Regions from separate parts of the Sus scrofa genome. Here region 2 is linked to region 1. A link is a contact called in public Hi-C data. All regions are on one chromosome and are shown on one strand. Each heading gives the region's core, a stretch centred on a gene start, on an enhancer-like site or on the middle of the called end of the contact. The rest is flanking DNA. Distances are from core to core; before and after follow the strand shown.

What was found. A called contact is a pair of places that touch in the nucleus more often than the background predicts.
Region 2: a Hi-C map of subcutaneous adipose tissue shows a contact between it and region 1, with 2.1 times the contacts expected there. The contact joins the enhancer-like site here to the promoter of DACT1 in region 1. A contact is called at or near these places in 13 of 47 Hi-C or Micro-C datasets (adipose tissue, alveolar macrophages, brain and 9 more).

The regions. Positions count from the first base shown.
Region 1 is chr1:187,716,689-187,721,967 of Sscrofa11.1, forward strand. DACT1 (dapper homolog 1) reads left to right here and starts at 2,703. Exons shown (of 4, transcript XM_021102679.1): 1 at 2,703-3,145. The coding sequence starts at 2,801.
Region 2 is chr1:188,097,933-188,103,211 of Sscrofa11.1, forward strand. No RefSeq gene overlaps it. Among named protein-coding and RNA genes, the nearest start is that of DAAM1, 230 kb to the right of the region's middle. Within about 2 kb of position 2,874, at least 12 of the 83 cell types and tissues checked have an H3K27ac peak or open chromatin away from gene starts, as enhancers often do. A contact at or near this core is called in adipose tissue and subcutaneous adipose tissue, where this site is marked.

The DNA.
Region 1 (5,279 bases), core at 1,453-3,952:
CCTTGGGAAAGCATAACCTTTTTTCCTAGTTGTGACCATTTTATTGGTGGAACCATTTGAAAACATTAGTTCTAATATTTAAGTTTGCTGGGGACACTTTTTTGTGGAGGTGTACAAACTGTTATGGCAAATGGTTTGCTTTGGACTAATGAGCCAGCTCAAAGTGGCATTTGGTGGTGAGGGAATTGGAGGAGGGGGGAGGTTTGGAGACACAGCGACTTGTCTGTCTACTTTGACAAGATTTATTAGTAGTGGTTAGAAACATGTTTCAGCTTTTTTTTCCCCCCTCAACTACATAAATATAGTTGTCAGTGTGTGACATAACACAGGCCACAATAATAGACTCCACCCAGCCAGAAGGCATCTAATTCAGAACTAGAAAGCAAGAGGCTTGCCTAGAAATGAATAACATGAGACAATGACAGAGGACATGGGTGAGTGGAATTTGGCAGACAGAAGTCCTACTAAAATTAGAATTTAATTCCTCTATTACCAAGTATGGTGTTTGGCCTACAGTAGGCATAAAGCATAGGTGAGCTGAATAGAATTAATTTTGTTTGCTGATGAGCACCTAAGCATAATTCCATTTTTAGATCTAATATACAGTCTGGTTAATAATGAATCTTGGTTGTAGCTATAGTCCCTTTCATGTCTGAGAGGGGCAGCCATGGGGACATCAGTGGAGGGTGGCAAGAGAACTGTTTTCTTTTTGGGGGGTTTTTGGTAAATGTCAACTTGACTCTATTTGTCACAGAGACTAAATGGGTACTATAAAGTTAGTTAGAAAGTCTGTTCATGAAAAAGCAATTTATAACTAATGTACAGTTTCTTGAATGCTTGCAAAGCCATGGTCCTGAGTACAGTAATACCAAGAGGATATTAAAACAATCTCTGCATTCAGGATCCTTGGGAAAGCATAAACTTTAATAATGTAATTGGAGGGAAGAGATACATATAAACACCTACATAGATGTGTATGTACATACCCAGATAAATAACCATACAAGTAGCATTTGGTAAGAATCAAAGAGTCATGCAATTAACTGGAGTTCAGAGGAGGGAAGTGAACTGATCTTGGAAGGAAGGAGGCTGGAGGACCACACAGAGGGGAGAAATGGAGAATCCCTTCTGCCCCTAGCTTGCTGTGTGGCAGTTCGTGGACCAGGGAACCAGCCACAGAGCCACAATAGTAACCTGAGCCAGAGCAGTGATGACTCGGAGTCCTGAATTGTTAGGCCACCAGGGAACTCCAGAAATAGAGAATTCTTGACAGGGGTAAACAGCTGGGTAAAGGTGTAAAAGTCTAAGGTAATGATATAGGATTATCATTTACCTAAGTTTCAGCAAATTGTGACTTGCTGGCTTCAACTTCTGAGGCTCCTGGCCCTATTGCTTTTTTAAAAATAGATATGGTACTTTTCCATAGATAAGCCAGCTAGTGGCATTTCCAGGTCCCCATCCTATTGAAATTCCCTGTGACGAGTGTGCCAAGTAAACATGACCATAATACCACTGCTGCTCCAGGGGAAAAGTTTGTCTCCCTGGAGGAAAAAAAAAGTTACAACTCTTATAGCCCTTACTATGTATGTGCCTGCCACGCTGTTAACGCACCCCCATGCATATTACATACTGAATTTATAATTCTTACAACAGACATGTTCTGTTAGCAGCTCCATTCTACCATTGGGGAAACGGAGGTGAAGTTACTTGCACAGCCTGTCTTGGCTGGAAAGGGCATTCAAATGCAAGCAGTCTGGTTTCAGTCAGAGCTTTTGTGCTTGCAGACTAAATAACAACAATAAAAAAACTCAAAAACCGAGGCGCGCACGCGCGCGCACACACTAGACCCCAAGCCTGTAAAAGAATTGATGCAACCGCTTGCAATACAGCGACATCCTACTGCCTAATTTTTAATGCTTTCCGTAAAAAAAGATGAAAACAACAGCAACAAAACTGAGGGCTAAACGGTTTTAGGACAACGGTGTACTGTGCCTTGTAGTTCCTGCCTTTTACAGCGTGGAGTCAAAAAACCAAACCCAAGATACGGTCTTGGAATACTTTGGCAGGACCTTGCTGGGTAAGGTGAAAGAAACCTAAGTCGGCCGGAGTGGATAGGGACAGTGGACGTGTGGGAAAGGGTTAATACTGTGCTGCAACTCGGTCGAGTTTCAGAAAGTTCTCCGGGGAGCCCAACTACCGCGTCCCTCGGCGGACCCTGCCTGCGAGGCCGACTGTAATAGGATGCTGGGGATCGAGGCGCTCGCCCGTGGCTTTGTGAGACGGAAAAGAACCAATAAGGAGCGAGGCAAAAACTGGGTGCCGTAAACCCGAAAAGGGGGCGAGGAGGCCCGCGGGAAGAGCGAGGGGGGAGGAGAGAGGGAGGAGCGGGGAGGGCCGCGCGAGGAGGAGGCCGGCGCAGAGCGCGAGCGGCGCCCCAGACACAAGAGGGGGAAGCCGAAGGGGGAGCGGGCCTCGCCGCCGAGGGGCCGGCGCGGGGAGGCGGGCGCCGGGCGGGGGTTCGCTGTGCCGCCGCTCGTGACGTAGCGCCGGGCAGGGCGTTATCAGTTGCGGGGCCGCGGCGAGGGACGCTCGGCGACAGCGGACGACGCCGCCCGGGCCCGGACGGCTGCAGCCCGCGGCCACGCGCGGGTCCCGAGCGCTCCGTGTCTCCGCCCCCATCGCCGCCGCCACCGCGCCCCACCGCCGGGAGGCATGAGCCCAGGGTCGCAGCCTTAGCGCCCGCTCCTCCTCCCGGGCGGCCCGGCTGCGGGGACGGGTGCGCGCTGCAGGGTTGGGGGCCATGAAGCCGAGTCTGGCAGGGACCGCGAGGGAGCTGGAGCCGCCGGCGCCGGCCCGGGGCGAGCAGCGCGCGGCGGAGTCCGAGGGGCGCTGGCGGGAGAAGGGAGAGGCGGACACGGAGCGGCAGCGCACCCGCGAGCGGCAGGAGGCCACGCTGGCCGGGCTGGCGGAACTGGAGTACCTGCGCCAGCGCCAGGAACTGCTGGTCCGGGGCGCCCTGCGCGGCGCCGGGGTCTCGGGGGCCGCTGCAGTCCGCTCCGGGGAGCTGCCGGGGGAGGCGGCGCAGCGCAGCCGCCTGGAGGAGAAGTTCTTGGAGGAGAACATCTTGCTGCTGCGGAAGCAATTGGTAGGTCTTGGCCGGAGGTGGGGGCGCGGCTGTCCTTGATGAGGGGCCGGGTTTCGGGCAGGTGGCCCGCGGCGGGCGCTTGGGTGCGGCGGGCTGGAGACATCCTCCGGCTTCCGGGGATCCCCTCCCGGTGCCTCCCTGACCCTGGGTTCCTGAGGGTGCCCGCGGCGTGTGGGTTGCCGACGCCCACGGGTCCCCGGCGTGTGCCCGCTTTGTGTCAGGTGAGGGCCTGGCGACCCCGCGCGGAGGGCTGGGCGGGGGTGGCCGCCCTCCCCCACCTCCCTCTTTTGCCTTCGGGATTCTTGGTGTTGCCTGTTCCTAACCTCCCCTCTCTATAGTTAGACAAATGCGTGCGCTCTTCCCGAAGGTTTGCAAACCCTCGTTTGAAATAGCATTTCTTTGAAGGGCTTCTCGGCTTCAGGTCCTTCCGCCAGGAGGGGACAAAAGCCGAGGAGGGGGCGTGTGGCATGGTTGCCTGTCCCGTGCCGAATTTTACGGTTACACGGAAGTGGCCCCGGGGACCCTGCCGCTCCTAGGGTTGTCCCCGGCCGGCCAGCTTTTGCCTGGGCTGCTGCCTCATTTCAGATAGAAGCCCTTTGTATGAGCGGCTAAGACACATGCAAATGATGGAAATTTGGCTGGAGAAAGTGTCCCCTCCCCTCATATTTTATCCGTACTCTTCGCTGAGACTTGAATTGGAGGTGAGAGAAGTGAAAATCTGCTTCCAGGGAGCATTTCTCTTTACTGGATTTGCGTCAGTGTCTCAGACATTCCCCGCAGTCTTCATTAATCGGGAAGAAAAAGAACTTTGGCGCTTCATGTATTGATGAACAGCTTTTGACCCCGCCTCAGAGTAATGGCGGCAGCTTTGTTTCGGTGACCTCAAAAATGTAGTTTTGCAAACAGAAAAAAAAAAAAAAATCCTTATCTGACCATGTGATCCTATCTGAAACTAGACACATGCTAGATAATGTCCCTCCTGCAATTACGAACAGAGTGATGCTGTGCAGTTGTCAAGTGCCTTCTTGTTTTACCTCTTTTCAGATGATTTTCTCTTTTTTTGAGCATTGACGTGATTTGACTTGTTTAGTTCCTTTTTACCCCTGAAGAAACTCATTCTAACAAATAAACATGTGTGTCCCCAAGCTTTTTAAGTCAAAGGACAGACAAGAGGAGTAGATGTGCATCTGTTTAGTCAGGATGGATGTACATGGTGGTTTGTGGAATACCTCTTGTTTTGGCATTTGTCTGTGGTTTTTGGTAGCAGACCAGAGTTGCGTATAACTCTGATTTGAGCCAATTCTTGCTGGTTATGCCTGGTCATTGACATTGTGTGCATTGTACAATAGCACCTCCTGCTCTTCTTGAATCTCACGATTTTAAGTGGCGCATTCCTGTTGTCCCCTGGAGGGGAGCAAGGCTGCATGTCAGGAGAATTCCCGGCCAGTCAGTGTTTGTGGTACTATTTTCATTTGTAGACTTGGCATTTGTGATTTGAACCAGATGCCTTTTGAGGTTTTTTTTTTTTTTTTTTTTTTTTTTTTTTTTTTTTTCCCTCTCCCAGCCATAGGAAGCACTAGGTGGCGGTGTGACACTCCAATCTGTCACCTTTGGAAACCCGAGTTGAGTTCAAATCTTGATGGAGCTTCCCTTGAGGGTTTTGGATTCTGCCAGCTCACATTATACTTGGCACTGGCTATTAGTATTAGTTTCTCACTTTCAAAGGCCCTAAGACTGATTAAACCCCACAAAGCAATTCATAGAAAACAAAACTCTGCAGGACATTTGGCCAGAAAATCTCACCTAAGTAAGATTATAGTGCATTGGAGGAAATCTGTTACACTCTACCTTCAAGTCGAAGAGTCTACTGTGAAGTACTGTTGTGTGAAAAAAATTGGCTGTACACAGAGGATTTTTAAAAACCTCAGTTTTTTTTTTATCCCTACCTATAAAAAGTTAATGTGTGTGTATATATGTGTGTGTGTGTGTGTGTGTGTGTGTGTGTATGTTAGTTGAAACTAAAAGCAAGCCTTGTTTTCATGAAGAAACTTTATATCACCAGAAAATGTGAGAAAGTGGAATTAGATATAGGACATATTTTTAAAGTTTTTTTATTTCAAGTCATCCAGGAGAA
Region 2 (5,279 bases), core at 1,624-4,123, 380 kb after region 1:
TTTGTTACTGTCAATTTCCCTTTTTATGGCTGTTAGTAGTGGCCTTATATATTGTGCTGCCCCAATGTTAGGGGCATATATATTTAAAATTGTTATTTCTTCTTGTATTGATCCTTTGATCATTATGTAATGTCCTACTTTGTCTCTTGTGATCTTCTTTATTTTAAAATCTATTTTGTCTGATATGAGTATTGCTACTCCTGCTTTTCCATAATTTCCATTTGCATGTAATATTTTATTCCATCCTATTTAAGTGTTATGTGTCCTTAGATCTGAAGTGGGTCTCCTGTGACAGAATATATATGGGTCATGCTTTTGAATCCATTCAGTTAGTCTTTTTCCTTTAGTTGGAGCATTTAATCTGTTTATAGTCAATGTAATTATGGATAAGTATGTATTTATTGTCACTTAAATTTTTTTTGGATTGCTATTTTGGGTCTTTTTTTTTCCTCTTCCTCTTTTTGTTGTTGTTGTTGTTGTTTTTTTTTTCCTGTGATTTGCTTACCATGTTTAGTGTTGTGTTTGGTTTGGTTTTTCTTTTTTATATGTGTGACCATTATAGTTATTTGACTAGTGGCTCCCCTTATATTTTGATATATCCATCTATATGTGTGCAGAATCATTTTGTTTTACTGGTCTTCTTAATTTCAAATGCATTTTCAATGTTCTGCATTTGTTCTCTCCTCTCCTCATGCTTGCTGGTTTAGATATCATGTCTGTCAGTGGGTGATTTCCTACTTTGAAATTATCTTTGCCTTTGCCAGTGAGCTTTTTCATTTTTAATAATCTTGTTTCTAATTGTGGCTTTTCCTTTTCTGCTTAGAGAATTTCCTTTAGTAGTTGATGTAGAGCTGGTTAGGAGGTGCTGACTTCTCTCAGCTTTTGCTTGTCTGTGGAGCTTTTGACCTCTCCATCAAATCTGAATGACAGCTTTGCTGGGTAGAGTATTCTTGGTTCTAGGTTCCTCCTCTTCATCACCTAAATATATTTTGCCACTGACTTCTGGCTTGTAGGTTTTCTGCTGAGAGATCAGCTGTCATACTTATGGGAATTCCCTTGTATGTGATTTGTTGCTTCTTCCTTGTGACTCTTCATATTTTTTCTTTGAACTTAATTTTTGTCAGCTTGATTAGTATGTGTTTTTCTGTATTTCTTCTAGGGTTTATTTTGTATTGAATTCTGTGCTTTTTCCACTTAAGTGAGTCTTTCTTCTCCCATATTTGGGAGATTTTCAGTTATAATTTCTTCAAATATTTTCCCTGGTTCTTTTTCTCTCTCTTCTCCTTCTGGAACCCCTATGATGGGAATGTTGGTATGTTTAATGTTGTCCCAGATGTCTCTTAGACTCTCCTCAGTTTTTTTTCTTTCTTTTTATCTTTATTCTTTTTTGTAGCAGTGATTTCTACCCCTCTTCCATCTCACTTATTTGTTCCTCTGCCTCCATTAACCTGCTATTGGTTTCTTCTAGATTATTTTTCATTTCAGCTATTGCACTATTCATTTTGCTCTTCAAATCCTCTAGCTCTTTGTTAAACATTTCTTTTAAGTTCTCCATCTGTGTCTCCATTCTTTTTCAAAGATCTTGGATCAACTTTACTATCATCAGTCTGAATTCTTTTTCAGGCAAATTGCTTATCTCATTATCATTTAGTGGGTTTTGTGTGTTTTTGTCTTGTTCCTTTGTCTGAAAGCTGCTTCTTTTTTGTCTTATAGTGTCTTCCTTTCTGTTTATCATCTCCTTGACAGTTAGTATGTAGATGTTGAAACAGGTGCCCAGTCCTGGGGTTCTCAGGGGTGGTGGTTGTTCAAATGTACCTATTTGCTGGGTAGGCTCTAGGGATTGCTCTATGTAGATATAGAAGCAGCTGCTGCTGTTCTGCTTGCACTCTCCTTGCTTGACAACTCTAGAGATCTCTCTATAAAGCCTCAGGGCAGGGGGCTTCTCCCTAATTGTTTCTCACAAGCTCTCTCTGTAGCTGCAGGATGTGTGTTTCTGGCAGTCCCTCCGCCTGCCTTGCTGCTGGTAGGAGTGTTCTCTATAGCCCCGCAGACTGAAATGTGGATTAATGGGCCTTCCCTGGCTCCCTTGGAAAGAGTGCCACTGATGTGAGCCTTCACAGGGCCACTGGCAGGCATCCTGTACCTTGTGCTTTTTTCTGTTTGGCAGCCCACAGATCTGTCAGAGAGTGGGCACTGGCAGCCCTCTCATCGGAAGGTGCTGCCACCAGCAGCTTTTCTGGCACTGCTTTGCTGACCTGAGATTCTGCAGATTCTCTGGGTGGACCCAAGGCACTTGTGTTTTCCCTGATTGACAAGGATTGGGGACCGTCAGCCCTCTCATAGGAATGGGCACTCTTGCACTGGCACAAGCCTCTGCAGATTCTCTGGGCAGAGCTGAGATGCCTGTGTTTGCCTGTATTTTCCCTGCTCAAGGAGATCACTGCTTTTCAGGAAGTGGGTGCTGCCATCAGCAGTTTTTCTGACGCTGCTTTGCTGGTGTGAGCCTCTGTGGAGTTTCTGAGTGGCGCCAAGGCACCTGTGTTTTCCATGATCAGCAGGGAGTGGGCTCTGGCGGCCCTCTCTGGGGAATGGGCACTGCCTGTCTGGGTGGAGCTGAGACTCCTGTGTTATCTCTGCTCAAGCAGGTTGTTGCTCTTGCAGGAAATGGGCACTGACACCAGCAGCTTTTCTGGTGCTGCCCTGCTGGTCAGAGACTTTGCAGATTCTCTGGGTGGAGCCAAGGCACCTATGTTTTCCCTTATCTCTTGGGCGCTGAGCTCCGCCACTGCTGGCAGCTCTTCTGGCACAGGCTGGGCCTCACTAGCACGGGAGGCCCCTGCTGGCAGGAACTGGGAACTTGTGTTATTCCCCCAGGCAGTTACTCCACCTATTCCCAGAAGTCGGTTTCCTAAGGGCGAGGCGGCTTCCCAGCCATTGCTAGGCAGCTGCTTTGGCTAAGTGGTTCCTGAGCTGAGGCAGAAAGTGTCCTGCTGCTTGAGAAATCTTAGGGAACAAGGTTGTAGTGGTGGATCCTGCCCCTTCCATCCAGCACCCCCAAACAATGGTGTCTAGTCTCTAAGCCTGAGTGGGTTGGCTCCGCATAGATGCTCTCCAGTGTGGTCACCCTATAGTCCTCCAAGCTGTTTCCACAGGATCAACCCAGTGCACCCCCACCCCCCACCGCTGCATAGCTGGCTCAAGCTCCCTCTTTGGGTATGATCTCTAGGTCAAACTTTTAGTTCCTAACACCTGAAAGCACCTGCCTATGGTTGCTCATTACCCATAGCACTGACCATTTGTGGAGGACTCTCTCTTTCTTAACTGCTTCAGACCATTTGTCTAGAGTTTCTCCTCCGTTTTTGGCTGATCTCATTGCTGGTGGGGTAACTTCCCTGGGCGCAGGAGCAATTCCTTTTTCCAGCTCCCTCCTGGAAGAGCAGGTCCCTTCTCATTTCTTTTTCTCTTGTTATTCTTCTTTCTTATGTCCTATCTGGTTTTGTAATGTTTTTCTTGTTCTATCATACTCTCAAGGTCTTTTGTCAGTTTTTTGCAAATTTTCTGTACGAATAGTTCCACATATAGGTGTATTTTCAATGTATTTGTGGGATTAGATGAGCCTTATGTTCTGCTACTCTGCCATCTTAGACCTCCTCTCATAAATATTTTTAAATTTTCATTTTCAAAGGCTGTTTCTGTCAAATAAAGAGAGGAAATAGTTTCTCCAAATTTGAGAAAGTGCCAGGAAAATCTAATTGATTAATTTCCCATAAAGTTCATCAGGCATTTCATTTTGGCAAATGACTGAATTAGAAATCGTCTCTGCACTGGAGTTAAAATCTTTGTGAGGCTTTCTGAAACAGGAAAAGGCATATTAACTGGATGGTGAGGAGAGACAAAAACACAGAAGAAGGGGCTCCCCTCCCTAGAATGAGTAGACCCAGAAATGCCTATAAAATGCTCAGTGAACAAGCCAAACTTTACTAACAGATGTGCCCAGCCCGATCATCAGGCTGACGAAGGGCCTTGTGATGAGCAAGAATTAGAATATAATTTTTAAACAAATGATCCCTTAGCCAAATGCACCATTACTAAGAGTGTACATTCCCCATCAAAGAGGAAGAAAGCATTGTCACAGACGGGAGAACCAGTGCTAGAAGGAAGAGAGAATCTAGCAGAGGATAACATTACTGCCTTGGGGTCAAAATGGATCCTGGAATCTGGATGAGTCACTGAGGGGCTGAATTCCTTCAGATATTATAGATGAGGGTAAGAAGGAGGCTAAAGAGCAAGAGACAGCAGATGACAAAGGGAGAGACCAGGCAGCTGGACAAAGGCAGTACAAGTTGTTAGCATCCAGGACTGCCACTGGAGGGCAGCAAAAGCATCACACGTGTAAGTCTCTACTGCCTTTTAATGAACCACAAGTTTTTAAACATGAAGCTGTCACAGGATCCAGACTTAAAACTGCTGGGGGTCAGCAAAAGATTTTGTAATGACTTTTATGTAATTTAATCAATTTCTAGTCAATTTAAAGATTCAAAGAATAAGTAGGAGAAGTGAGTCTAGTGAATGTATTTTCTGAGTGGGGTAAAAGCAGAAGATGCATTCTTCCTTTCGTTATTCCTTCTTTGTCTGCCATGATAGAGATTCTAAGACTAGAAACTAAGAATTCAGAACAGATGCTGTGGCCCTTCTTAGATGGTGGCAAGCAGGCCACTAAAGGTATACTAACACCTTCAGTCAGAATACGGGATGAGGAATTCCTCTTGCGGCTCAGTGAGTTAAGAACCTGACATAGTGTCTGTGCGGTGCAGGTGCGAGGGCAGGTTCGATCTCTGGGCTTGCTCAGTGGGTTAAGGATCCCATATTGCTGCAAGTTGTGGCATAGTAGCAGATGTGGCTCAGATCCAGTGTTGCTGTGCTGTGGCTGTGTCGTAGGCCAGCAACTGCAGCTCTGATTTGATACCTAGCCTAGGAACTTTCATATGCCACAGGTATGACCCTAAAAAAAGAAAAAAAGAAGAAGAAAAAAACACAGGATGAATGAAAGTGTATCTGAGGAAACTGGCAATTTGTTGATGAAACTACTAAATTGCCTAATTAACTATTTAATTAAACTACTTAATTAAAATTATACCTGGGGGCTAAAACAAGGCTCCTTTCAGAAAGGACTCCTTTCTCATTTACTGGGCTCCCATGAGATTTCAAAAATTGTATGGTGGAAAAGATTTTTGTTTAAATCACATTTCTCTTCAAAAAGGACTCCATAAGTGTAAAAG